2 separate regions of the Mus musculus genome follow, and region 2 is linked to region 1. A link is a contact called in public Hi-C data. All regions are on one chromosome and are shown on one strand. Each heading gives the region's core, a stretch centred on a gene start, on an enhancer-like site or on the middle of the called end of the contact. The rest is flanking DNA. Distances are from core to core; before and after follow the strand shown. Region 1 overlaps Cobll1 (Cobl-like 1). Region 2 overlaps Slc38a11 (solute carrier family 38, member 11).

Region 1 (3,260 bases), core at 538-3,037:
AAAATAGTAAGCAACAGTGGCTGGCCAAGTGGCATCACCCACCAAGGCAGTCAGTCAGGGATTTTCATACCCAGTTCACAAGAGTGAGTAGACATAAAGCAAAAATAGAGCACACAAAATACAAAATAGCCATCATTCACTCTGGGCTAAGCAGAGAGGGTGTTGTCAGACAAACAGTTTCTGAAAAGCAGCAAAACAAAACACATATACACACACAAAGAAAAAGGAAGAAAGAGAGAAAGAAAGAAAAGAAAGAAAGACAAGAGCCCAAGAGCAATCTAATCTCTAGATTAATATATTGATTCTCAAAGGACTTGATTTATAGCTTTCTTTCTTTCTATTTGAATTTCCAACCAGGTGAGAATATGTGTTAGTACTTAACTATCCACCTAGAGCCTACAGGTCAATTCTTTTCAAAACTTAGAGGTTAAGACTAATTGTAGATAGTCTCTCTTCAATTTCTTCTTTTTATAAGGACACAGTTTAAAAAAACAAAAAAACAAAAAAACAAGTGCACCTGAGAGACTCTCAGCTGAGACCACTAGCTACATCTCCATACACTTGACATTCACTGGTTAACTATGCAACTCTGAATGCTTCTAAAACAGTCAGCTGGTCCCCACTCCCACCCCAGCCCTGGTTTTCTTCTGTTTTCATTTTAGGCTTACCATTCTTCTTTCTTCTTCTACATTCAAAAGCAGTAAGAAAAACAGATGAAGCAGATAAAAATACAAATGAAGGAAAAAAACATTAAAATACACATACTCTTTGTAATTAATCAAGAACAAAGAATTCCATTCACCTGTGCCCCTTATGTTGTGTGCTGGGAGCCAGCACTTGTGCAGTAAATAGAAAAGCTGCTAGGGAGATAGGAAAATAGAAACTACACGAGGAATCTCAGAAGTGAAATCAGAGCGCGGACAGGACATCACCGGCCACTGAGGGAAAACGTCTCTCTAGAAACTAAGTGAGACTAAGCCGTGTTAGGAAGGCACTTGATCTAAAAACATCCCCCAAAAAACCACAAACCCAGCCTAGAAACAACTTCCTTCCTTCTCATGTTTCTGCAGAACCTAAAATATCAGCTTGTAACTGCCTCTTCAAAGAATTCTTTCATCAAAGTCCCCAGCAAAGTTCACATCTAGGTTTCATTCCATTCAGATAAGTTATATAAATGTGTAAGTATATATTGTATCTATATAATGCATCATTCTGAGTAGCCCACTTTTATTATGCATATATATTTAAATTATGGTATTATATAATCACAAATACAGTATATAAGATATAATATAAAATGTTATGTATTACATATAGTTTTTCCTGGCATTCCTCAACTCCTTCCACGTGCTGTAAAAATCAGCTTCTCAAAAAACCTTAAAGCTAAAAAAAAAAAAAAAAAAAAAAAAAAAAAACCTTAAAGCTAAGTGTTACAACTTAATCACATTTAATGTGTTTTCACTGAGAACACACCCATGGCATGGATAAGAGTTCTTTTTCACCTAAGTATACAGAAAAGCAGAAACTGAGTAAACTTTCTGCACGATGGGACTCTAATAAAAGGACCAAAGGTGACATTTTCATGATGGCTGGGGACGAGACAGGTCAGGAAATGTGGCTATGGAAACCAGCAAACATCTCATCACACTTTTACAGTGGATTGGGTAAACCCCAGCATCAGCTTCCTTCCTGTGTACCTTCCTGAACGACAGACCCAAAACCCAGAGTATTCCCCAGCCCAGGTTCCCTTCCGCCCGGGGCTCTGCTAAGCAGATCTGCAGGCCAGAGAGCAGGAAGGACATGATCTCAGCAAGGCCGCTGTGCTCTGCCTCTGAGAGGAACCCCGTACAGTCACTGCTGAGTGTAAAAGCTGCAAAGCAGATGCTGTTTTTATATGAACAGGATCTGAGCTACCGAGAGTCCCCTTTGTGGTCCTCTGTGATTCAGGATCCTAACTGTACTTGAGAAGCAGCCTTCCCACCTGCTGACCTTAGCACAGGCGTCATGTCTCTGGTTGGCTACAGGAATGGCATCCCTGCACATGATAGCCCTGGCTTCACTGCTCCTAAAGACCGTTCTACCCCAAGATGCCAGCCTTTTTACAGTTTCTCATGAAATTCTGTTCCGTTTAAAAGTGTGCATCAGCTCAAGTAGTGACTTGTGCCTTAAATCTCAGCACTAGGGAGAGAGAAGCAAGCCAATTTCTTTGAGTTCTAAGACACTCTGGTCTGCATAGTTCCAAGACATCCAGAGCTACGTACTGAGACCCTAACTCTAGAAACCAAAAAAGACAAAAATATTAAAAGTGTATGTTCATCCCTTTATTTCCTGAAACTGAAAGTTGAAAACACACATTCATATTAAAATATGAAATAGATCAAATGAGTGTGCAACTCCTTTATGTATAAGATGTGTGTGTGTGTCTGTCTGTGTGTGTGTGTGTGTCTCTGTGTGTCTGTGTATGTGTGTGTGTGTGTGAGGGGGGGGGCGGTGCACACTGATGGTGTGTGATGCAGGGACGGGAACTCAGGCCCTCCAACACTCTATGTACACACTCCACCACTGAGCTACAATCCCAGCTCTCAACCATTTCATTATATAATCATAAAGTCTAGAAGATGATTTGTTGTAATGTCTAACAACTTAGTCTACCTCCAAAGTAAAAGTCAGAACTAACCAAGGGAGAGATTACTAGTAAGGAAAGTTCGTCCAGTAAGCTGAATTCTCCAGTCCTGAAATGGTTTACCAGCAAGGTAATGGACATTCTCTAATGCACTTCAAGTTAGAAAACCAGTACGCAGACAACAGACAAAAGCCTCCTTCAACTCCTGACGCTCAAGGACTTATTTTTTAAAGGTCAGCATACTGCCTGGTATCACACATGCTCTAACTATAGCTACCCAGGACCCTGAGGATTCCTTGAGTTCGGGAGTTCAAGACCTACCTCAGTGACACAGTGAGATGATGTCTCAAGAAATAATAAGAACATTTAACATAAGAATGAAACAGCCTATCACGCTGCTAATTTTGAGGGCTCCTTTGCTCTCATAGGTTCTAAAGTCACCCTGTCTGGACTCAGGAAACTACAGCCTGACAGACACACAGCAAATGAGGCTTTAAGAAAGTAGAAGCATGCCCAGAACCAATCCCCACTGGCTCCTCATAGAACAAAGTTGGGGCTTCAACTATCACATAATTAAAAGTGGCTACTGTTTCAATATAGGGTGGTGATTAAGAAACAAGTAACTCAAGGGCAAAGG
Region 2 (3,260 bases), core at 431-2,930, 140 kb after region 1:
CTCTCTCTTAGTTTTCCTTTCCTCTCCTGGTGAGAATTGAGCATACCCTATTCTGTCAAATCTTTCTCTGATTTATCATTATGTCTGCCACTCAATTAGACATCACTTTCAAACATGGATGCTTCCTTCTACAGACTAACTTTATCTTCATTGTCTAGGGTTAATGGTGTACTAAGGGCATGTCTGTATTCCAGCCAGAGGGATTAAAGGTATGTGCCAAGGGCTGAGCCACACCACAACTAGAAACAAATTTTTCCAGTAAACAACACAATCTCAAGGCTCACAGTGGGATCACGCAAAAATTGACCTAAAGTAAAATGAGCTAAAGAAGCAATGCTGGCTGATTTCAGCCTGAGTATAAGTGTGTCAGGGAATTATAGTGAAGAAAAAACAAAAACAAGGGCAAAAACTATGACATCAAAGATTGGTCAGCCTTTTTTATATGGAGATATGTGTGAGAAATAGTGTATGTGTTTGTATATGAATATATGTAGTATATACATATATGTGTGTGGGTTTGTGCATGGACTGTGGAGGCCAGAGAACACCAGGTATACTGCAAATCATGTTCTGCCTTATTATTTTTGAGATAGAATTTCTCACTGAAGCTATGCTGGCAGCCAGGAATCCCAAGTGATCTTACTGTCTCTTCCTCATGCCCAAGAATAAATACATGCACATGTGGCCACACTCAGCTTAAAGAGCCCCTGTCACACTTTTTTTTTATAGGATAAAGCACTACTTTATAGCACAGGCTACACATCTCCAGCCTTAACTCCCTGTGTGTTGTGTTGGAATTACAGGTGTTAGTGACCACATACAGCTGTTATAAGTACTACAGCATGGCAATTACCAATGCTAAAATCACTATGAAGATGTCACTTGCAAAAACAGAGAGACATTTACAAACCAAGGTTACCATGCAATCAGGAACCCTTAGGCCATTCAGCTTGGTATACTATGTAGTAATCGTGACTGGTAAATGGCAGTGTTTGAAACAGTTCTTATCAAGACTTTCAAGGTTGCTTTTAACTGTACTATCCTAGAGCAGGTAGAACACACACACGTATGTGTGTGTGTGTGTATATATATATATATGTGTGTATATATATATGTATATATGTGTGTATATGTGTGTGTATATGTACATTTATCTATGTGTGTATAATATATATATACATATTACTATATTGGTATCACATTAATCATTCAGTTTTTAAAAAATCTTTCTTATTTTCTGAGAAATGTATGTGTATAATCATGGTGATCTATGACAGGTATTCAGACCAAGGCATACCAAGAGTACCACAGTGACACAGAAAACTAAGCCAAGAAGAGCTGGACACTAAGAGACTACTAGAGGATCTGTGCAGATCAAAACTTGGGAGGCAGACAGAGAAGGGGCGGGGAGAATATCTGAGTTTGAGCATCAGTAGACACGAGTACTGGTTGCTACCCGCCAGCTGGGGCAAGTTACTTCTATTTCTGTGTAAGCAGGAAGTAGAACTAGTTATTCCACTTACATTCAAAGGGTTGTGGGAAGGTCAAGTGAGATCCTAGACCTGCAAAAGCTGCGGGATATGTGGATCATGGCATCTGGCTGCTGTCAGGCTACCCTGAGTACTAAACCCTTAATGATTGGATGAAAGCGTTAAAAGCAGTAAAACGGGGACCACGTAGTTACTGGGACCACGAGATACAAGAAAAGAGAAGTCACTTTGACGGCAGGGAGGGAAAGGGCTGGCTTTATAGGAAAGGTGATGTCTGCTGATTTAATCCAGAATGAGACAATTAAGCAGAAACATCCTACAGGCCTGGGCTTCAAGGGCAATGGGAAGATCACGCAGACTATTTGTCAATGGAAAAGCAGGACCCCAATCTCTGAGTGGCGTGGGAGATTAGAAAGGTCTGAGGACGAAAACAACAACAAAAATATTAGCACAGAAAAAGAAGAGTGGTAACAGTACAGTTATTCTTTCCTCAAGTGGGAGGCAGTTCAGTACAGCTGACTCAGAAAGGTTCAGAGAGACCAAAGGCGGAAAGGTTATCAGCTTCAACTTTGGGAGGCTATTAGTACCCGGGAAAGGAAAAGTACAGAGCAGAGGGGAGCCAGAGTTCACGTCTGGCAACAAGCAAACAAGTGCGCCTGGGAGCAGAGAGTACGGATCACAGAACTAAATCTGAGAGGTTAAGAAGAGAGAAATTGTGGAGCAGACGATAGACAGGCAGGAGGAGAAAGCGGAGAGTGTGGGTGGAAGAGGGCTGGGGTGGGGTAGTCCCCTGGAAAAACTTTTCCAGAAGCGGGCAGAACACGGATCGACTGGTACCAGTGCACTTGCACCAGGATGGGCTGTGGTTTAGTCTCTCATGTTACCTTGAGTGAAGCCAGTAAAAGTGAAGTACCCGCACGTTGCAAAGAGCACACAGATGAATACAGAAACCAAGATGGATGTGTGGATAATCCGGCGCCACTTCGCTACTGTGGGCTCTTCGAGAGAACCATAGACTAGGAAGCAGTTATGGTGGCAAATGAACGCTGGAACACAAAAGAAAACCTCATTACTCGGGAAACAGCAGGACTGTGTTTTCTACTTTGAAAAGGTGAGAGATGTATACTGCCTTAGAATATCTAATATCTCAAATGAACATATATTAATTTACAGCACTAAGTAAGCCAGAACGTAAGGCCTACATACAAGGAACTTCACAGAAGGCTTACCTAGTAACTTCATGTAACTCTCAACATAAACCAGACCTGTCCAACAACTCTCCCATTTTTTCCTCTTCCTATCTTCAGGAAAATTTGTACCTTGCTTTATTTGGCAGCTGGGACATAGTGGAGTTATAAATATCTAGCGAAATCCTAAATCCTTTCTGCCAAGACTTTATAGAAGTCTATGACATTTACTGGACTTCCAAGTTAGGAGACACACTAACCATTGGTGGAACTAACACAAGTTTGACAAAATCACACCGGGAAACAGGTCTCATGTGGAGGGGGTGGGGCTTATTAAAGAGAGGGGCGATAGAACATAAAGGAAGGAAGGAAAATGAAGTGGTTTGGGGTTGGGGAAAAAGTGGCTTTTTATTGGGGCCATGACACATGCGCAGGAGGACATGTGACAGGGGCAACAATGGGAATTGTTTTGCCTTTGAGCAGCCAGGGATGATATGACTTGTTGCCCAGTCCCTTGGGGATGGCCAGGAAGGTGCCTGATTGCTACCATTGTCATGGGGGTCCCTTTGGGCTGGCCAGGGAT

What was found. Hi-C and Micro-C count contacts between places; a contact is called where the count stands out from the background.
Region 2: a contact with region 1 is called in a Hi-C map of LSK cells, with 1.9 times the contacts expected there. The contact joins two enhancer-like sites. A contact is called at or near these places in 2 of 15 datasets of contacts at CTCF or cohesin (CD8 T cells and stem cell-derived epiblast-like cells), 23 of 484 Hi-C or Micro-C datasets (CD4 T cells, CD8 T cells, CD8 central memory T cells and 19 more) and 17 of 115 datasets of contacts at active chromatin or transcription factors (the 230-238 cell line, CD8 T cells, DN3 thymocytes and 12 more).

Annotation. Positions count from the first base shown.
Region 1 is chr2:65,187,799-65,191,058 of GRCm38.p6, forward strand. All of the region lies in intron 1 of Cobll1 (Cobl-like 1), which reads right to left. Among named protein-coding and RNA genes, the nearest start is that of Gm13594, 44 kb to the right of the region's middle. Within about 2 kb of position 1,788, at least 131 of the 459 cell types and tissues checked have an H3K27ac peak or open chromatin away from gene starts, as enhancers often do. A contact at or near this core is called in DN2 thymocytes, LSK cells, granulocyte-monocyte progenitors and 4 more, where this site is marked.
Region 2 is chr2:65,332,216-65,335,475 of GRCm38.p6, forward strand. It overlaps Slc38a11 (solute carrier family 38, member 11), which reads right to left. Exons shown (of 12, transcript NM_177074.2): 9 at 2,375-2,536. Among named protein-coding and RNA genes, the nearest start is that of Slc38a11, 30 kb to the right of the region's middle. Within about 2 kb of position 1,681, at least 21 of the 459 cell types and tissues checked have an H3K27ac peak or open chromatin away from gene starts, as enhancers often do. A contact at or near this core is called in DN2 thymocytes, LSK cells, granulocyte-monocyte progenitors and 4 more, where this site is marked.